Regions from separate parts of the Sus scrofa genome. Here region 1 is linked to region 2. Evidence: chromatin contacts called from public Hi-C data. All regions are on one chromosome and are shown on one strand. The core of a region is the stretch at or near the end of the contact, and the rest is flanking DNA. Distances in the headings are between cores, read along the strand shown.

Evidence for each region. Hi-C and Micro-C count contacts between places; a contact is called where the count stands out from the background.
Region 1: a contact with region 2 is called in a Hi-C map of fetal liver, with 2.0 times the contacts expected there. A contact is called at or near these places in 3 of 5 promoter capture datasets (fetal liver, fetal skeletal muscle and liver), 5 of 47 Hi-C or Micro-C datasets (blood, fetal liver, omental adipose tissue and 1 more) and 1 of 2 datasets of targeted methods (skeletal muscle).

Annotation. Positions count from the first base shown.
Region 1 is chr3:56,749,342-56,752,477 of Sscrofa11.1, reverse strand. It overlaps SEMA4C (semaphorin-4C), which reads right to left and starts at 1,733. Exons shown (of 15, transcript XM_021087262.1): 1 at 1,304-1,733.
Region 2 is chr3:56,694,959-56,698,036 of Sscrofa11.1, reverse strand. It overlaps FAM178B. Among named protein-coding and RNA genes, the nearest start is that of SEMA4C, 54 kb to the left of the region's middle.

The DNA of each region.
Region 1 (3,136 bases), core at 484-2,983, 54 kb before region 2:
AATGCAAACAAAGCGGCGGCGCTGGGAGCGTGGCGGTGCCCGGGCTATGGACGCCCCCTGTCGGCCCAGTACCCCAGCGCGGGAAGGGCGGGCGACCTGGGATGCGTTCACCCCCTGAACCAGTCCCCCAACACACCCCCAGCCCTCCCTCGGCCCCTTACCCAGGCCCGAATCGGACCCCGCGGCGCACTCCGATGCTCTGCTCGCACAGTGGTGCCCCTGCTCCCAGCTCCTCCCAGAGCGGGGGAAACGGGCAGCCTTGCGGTGCGGGGGTGGAGGGGTGCAGGATCCCGGCCTCGCGCCCCCGACCCTTGCCCACCCCGAGCGGCGGGCCGTGGATGGCACCCCCGCGGCTGCAAGGCGAGCGCTCCAGCCTTTCCAGGACAGCCCGCCTCCCCAGCGGAGCGGAGCGGGCGGGAGGCTGGGGGGCCGCGGCAGGGAAATCCGATCCCACAACATCGGCCTCCGTCCAAGCCCGCCCCAAACTTTCCGTCGGAGGTGGCAAAGCCGGGGGCAGTTCGGGGACCTGGAGAAGATCCCGGCCTCGGACCGGACAGCACGGGGGACCCCCGCTCCCCATGACCAGTCCGCGCTTCCGGACCCTGTAGCGAAGGGAATAGCTTGCCCCGCTTACGAGCCCCCGCGAGGCAGCCCGCGGGGGGCGTAAGAAGGCACTCGGGCGGACAGTTGTCCCTGCCGCCGCCCCTCCCTGCGCCCCCAGACCCTGTCCCTCGCGCGTGCAGGCCGCCCCCTCCCGAGTCGGCGGACAAAGCAGCGGGCCGGAGCCCCTTAGCCCCGGCCCCGGGCAACCCCGGCCTCACTCACCTCTTCTTCGCGGCTGGAATCCCTGGGCGCCGCCCTCGCGTTCGGCTCCGACCACGGTCCGCCCCTGCCCGCGCGCCGCCGCCCGCCCGCGCGCGCCCGCCCGCCCTGCTCCGCTGCCCGGCTGCCACCGCCCCTCGGCCCGGCTCGGCTCGGCGCCCCTGGGCTCGGGCTCCCCGCGCCACCGCGGCGGGCGCCGGCTCTTTCTCCCCGGCTGCCGCCGCTCTCCGTCCCCTCCCCCTGACGTCAAACAGGGTGGGGGGGGTCGGCGGAGGCCGGGGGCGGGACGCGAAGGCCCGCCCCGAGGGGGGCTGTGACCCGCCGCGACCCGCACGCCTCGCCGCTCCCCGTCCGGTGGCTCGGACCCCCGCCCCTCCCGGTGCCCTGCGGCCCAGCGCCTTGTAGTCATGATCTGCGCCACCGCGCGGGGAGGTGGGACAGAGGAGGGACTCCGGGCCCTGGCAAGGGGAATCGGACTTACCCGGTCTTTCCGAAGTGTCCCCTAAGGCCAACCGCTCGGGCTGGGCGACCTGGATCGGGAATGGGGCTAAGGCGCTCCCTACGCTATGGTTACAGGAACGAAGGCAGGCGAGCCACCTCGAGGCGTGTATCCGAGGCTTCTCTTCGGGGCGGCCCAGAGTGGTCTTATTTGGACCCCCAATTCTGCATCGTTTCTTGGCTTGACGCCTGACCCCTGGGATCAGACTGGATCGGGCCTCACCAGCCAGGAAGACCCCCGAGCCTCCCTCGAGCTTCTGCCTGTTGTTTCTCACGCTCCAGGCAAAGGGTCCCACTCAGCGCCCCTTGCCTGACTCCGGCAAGGATAAACCCCGGCTCCTGTTGCACAGAGCCTACCCTCAGGAAATGACTCCTCTGGTGCCACTGGAAGGCTGAATAACAAGTGACATGAACCCTGATGTTCAGATGAAAGGGGTTGAGGGGAGCCAGCTGGAGAACTACCACTCTCAGAACCGCCAGCCTCCGCCCACAGCCGCTCCTAGAAGTAACTTGTAGCTCTGGTCTCCTGGGTGGTGCTAGGGTGTCTTTGCCAGCTGGTCCTCCAAGCTGGACAAGTGGACAGAGGAACCCCAGGGAGGCCACCTCATGGGGACCCAAAGACAGATGCCACCTCCTGTCTAGGGCCAAAGGGCAGAAGTGAAGAGACTGGAGGCAGAAAAGCTTCCTGGTAACATTAAGCCCTGTGCAGTCCTGTAGGGGAGGGACACTTTAGGGCCCCGTCAGCAGATTTGGATTATAAATCAGTCCTGGACAGGGGCTTTTGTTCTGGGTTAAAACTTGGCATCTGAAAAGTGGAGGCCAGAAGACCAGTGGAGATAATTGGGGAAAGCAGCCCAGTTTGGATTCAGTAACAATTGGGTCTTTGCTAGTATACATAAAGATCCCTTCTCCCGTGCTGGCCAAAGCCACATTTCCCAGTTCCTCTCCACCAGAAAAACAGCTGGTGGCCTTGGAGATGCTGGAGATAGGGGACAAGCCAGTTAATTAGCATGGGGTGGGTGGCAGGGAGGGAGAAGATGGGTGACACAAACACACACATACTCCACTTGTGGTCCAAGTTAGACCCTGTCTATCTAAGCGGCAGTAAAGCACATTTGTTCTGTGCTTTAGAGTCAGCAACATTTTACCCTCATCAACACCCTTTATAAAGTAGGTATTGTTTCTCTCATTTTATAGATAAAATGAGTCTCAGAAAGGTTAAGCAACCTGTCCAAAGTCACACAGATAATTACCAAGGTCGGAATATTAAATCAGGCCTTGGGATTCCTGATTCTGTCTTTCTGATAAATTGATCAGTCATTCTGACAACTTTTAGGCACCAAACCCTCCTCTCCCTGCTATTTTGCCTCAGTTTCACCCCCACCCACCCCTAGGGATGAGGGTTACCAGGCTGAGACCTGAGCTCCTGGCCCCACTTGCAAGACGGCCCCAGTGGAAAGTCTCAGGAGGTGGTTTGGTTTCACTGGCAGGGACCATCTCTTATACCTCAAGGCAGACTTCTCCCTTCCTGCTAACAGACTCCAGAGCCCTTCCCTCCCAAACGCTCCTCAAAAATGAGGCTGCAGTTCCTGAGCTCTCCTTCTCTACCTTCGCTCATTTCCTGCTGTATTCTGTTCCTTTCCAGCACAGGCCTTTTCCATGGGTGGGTGAGCAGGGTATATAGTTTCCTGCATGTCTACTTGCTCATTATTCATACTTTTTTTTTTTTTTTTTTTGTCTTTTTGCCTTTTCTAGGGCTGCTCCCGTGGCATATGGAGATTCCCAGGCTAGAGGTCAAATCGGAGATGTAGCCACT
Region 2 (3,078 bases), core at 152-2,651:
GCTCATCAACCCTAACAAATATACCACACTAAAGCAAGATGTTACTAACAGGAGACATTGTGGGCAAAGGTGGACTCTTTCTGTAAGCCTTAAAACTGCTCTAAAAATTAAATAAAAGGAGTTCCTATCGTGGCACAGTGGAAACAAATCTGACTAGGAACCAAGAGGTTTCAGGTTCAATCCCTGGCCCCCTTCAGGGGTTAAGGATCCGGCATTGCCAAGAGCTGTGGTGTAGGTCTCAGACGCAGCTTGGATTCCAAGGTTCTGTGGCTGTGGTGTAGGCCGGCAGCTGTAGCTCCGATAGGACCCCTAGCCTGGGAACCTCAATATGCTGAAACCGTGGCTCTAAAAAGTAAAAATAAATAAATAAATAAACAAAACAATGAAAACAAAGAACTCAGGAGTTCCCTTGTGGTGCAACAGGTTAAGGATCAGGTGTCACTGCACTGGCTTGGGTCACTGGTGTGGCATGAGTTTGATCCCTGGCCTGGGAATTTCCACATGCTGCAGGCACATCCAAAACAAGCAAAAACGAACCAAAGAACCCTTAAACACACACACACACACACACACAGAGGAAAAGGACTCCACACATAACATCTTTGGCAGGATGCTAGTGTTTGCTTCTGGATCAGGACCCAGCTGAGAACCTAATGCAGTGGTTCTCAGACTCATCTGCACAGTTTGCAATCACTTAGGGAGCAGCTTCAAAAATTACTGCCACCTGTGTCCCACTCCCTGTGACTATGGTTTAATTAGCATGGGTGTGGCTTGGGCTCTGGAATTTTTAAGAATTCCCAAGTGATTCTAATACCAGATAGGCTCAGGAACCACAGAGCTGAGACAGCCATGGCCCTGCCTCAGAGCAGCACCCTGGGACTCTGGCAGATTGTGTGGGTGGGGAGGGGGAGGGAGGAATCAAGGCAGGTAGCCCCCACCACCCATCACACCCAGGGCTCTCAGCCTCCAAGGGGAGGCCAACTGCCTCTGTGGAACCATCAGGGGAGCTTTTATTTTTTTATTTTTAAACAAAGACTTCATTTTTAAATTTTTATTTATTTATTGTCTTTTTAGGGCCGCACCCATGGCATATGGAGGTTCCCAGGCTAGGGGTCAAATGGAAGCTGTAACAGCTGGTCTACACCACACCACAGCCCAAGGCAACGCTGGATCCTCAACCCACTGAGCAAGGCCAGGGATCAAACTCGTGTCTTCATGGATACTAGTCAGATCTGTTTTCACTGAGCCACATCGGGACTCCTGGGAGCTTTTAAAGTGCTCACATCCAGGCTTCACTGGACCAGTCTCAGAGGGCAGGACCCTGGCCATACTTTGTGAAGCTCAGCCACGCTGAGCTGGGGTAAAGCATGCCTGCCTGTCGCCACCAGGTCAGCGGATAGGCAGCTCCACTGCCAACTGACCACAGGGGATCAGAGGAGCTGGTGGAAAAGATGCCTACATCCGCTGTGGACAACACACACATTCCCCAAACTGTCCCCTTGTTCAACGGGGAAGGTCTGAGTCTTACTGTGGACTCGGCTCACAGAGCTGCCAGGGACTTAAGGGAAAGCTGAAACGAAAACAAGCAAAGACACGGTCCCCAAGCTCTGGGCTCACAGCCTATCAGGAGAGGCAGTATGAATCAAAGAATCTACACGTCAGACATAGATAACCAGAGCCACAAAGAGTGGAAAAGGGAGCGTGACAGTGGAGGGAATGGAGGCTGGGGGAGTGGGGGGCAGAGGAAGAGGTGAAGACAAGAAGGCAAAAGCCAGGGAGCTGCTGGGAGGAGGGAGAGTGACCCCAAGCAGAGAAATGCGCACAGGCCGAGGCCCTGCAGCAGGACGAGAGGGGAAAGAAGGCCAGTGAGGGTGGAGCACAGATGGCAAGACAGAGAGAAAGCCACGACAAGCCAGACCAGGGCCAGGCCAGGCCAGCCACTCTTCTTCCAGACCATGAAGTTCAGGCTTCCCAGCCCCCTGATTATTTGTAAAACTGGAAAATAATAGTATCTACATGTTGGGTGGTTGTGGTGACTGAATGAGATGGGCAAAGCCCTGGGCTCAGTGCCTGGCACAAGCTCTCTAGAAATGTTAGCTATTATTTTTAATGAAATTACTTTTATCATCACAACAGACAATAACATGTTTCAAAAATGAGGACCAATTATGAAGCTGAATTACTGTTATTGTCGGGCTCCAATTGGAGACTCTGGAGGGGCTGTGCTGGACCAGTGACGGCTCTGGGGAAGCCAGGGTGGGGGATCTCCCGGGTGGTCCTCAAAGCCTCTTCCTGCCCGTTTAGGTCTACACAGCCTTCTCACAGTACCAGGGTGGGGACTGAGAGTGCAGCTGGGGCAGCCAAGCTGGATCCCAGCCTGTCTCTCTGTGATGTTCAGGAGTGAAGGGCACCCACATGTGAACAGGGCGGGCCCTGGGCTGGCACCTAAGTGCTCCTTGTGCGTCTGTGATTCACAGATAACAGGGCCATGTGGTTTCCTGAGGGGCAGCTGCCCACGGGCTGGGCCTCCACACTGGGGGCTCCAGGAGCTCTGAACGGCTTCCTCGCCACCCAAGCTGGAGACTGCTCTGCTCGCTGTGAGGCAGATCAGGTGTCCAAAGACAGCACAAGAGCAGAAAGTGTCAACCACATCTATGGACAAAGGGATTTGACTGCTTAAAAATCCTGTGAGAAAACAAAAAGAGAAACCAAACCAAACCATCTGAGACCAGGATGAGGAAGAAATGGCCAAAAAGGAACTACAGAAAGAAACACAGACAGTACTTAGAGCATTCATGCTGCTTAGTATCTTCAGTTTATTGAATAAGGTATGATTCGTGAAGAAATACATTTTTGTTTTGATAACAGCCACCATAGCTTCTGGATCCACCAGATGCTTCACAGACATAATTACCCGCCAACACTAAAAACAATCCCCGGTGCACAGTGCTGGCCCCTCAGGTGAGGACTCGTCTGTGTCCTGAGGCTGCTTCGTGGTGCTACAGGGTTTCCCCAAGGGATGACTGCTGGACACCCTGGCCTCACTCCATCCAGTCCCCAGTCATGCGTCCCTGCACT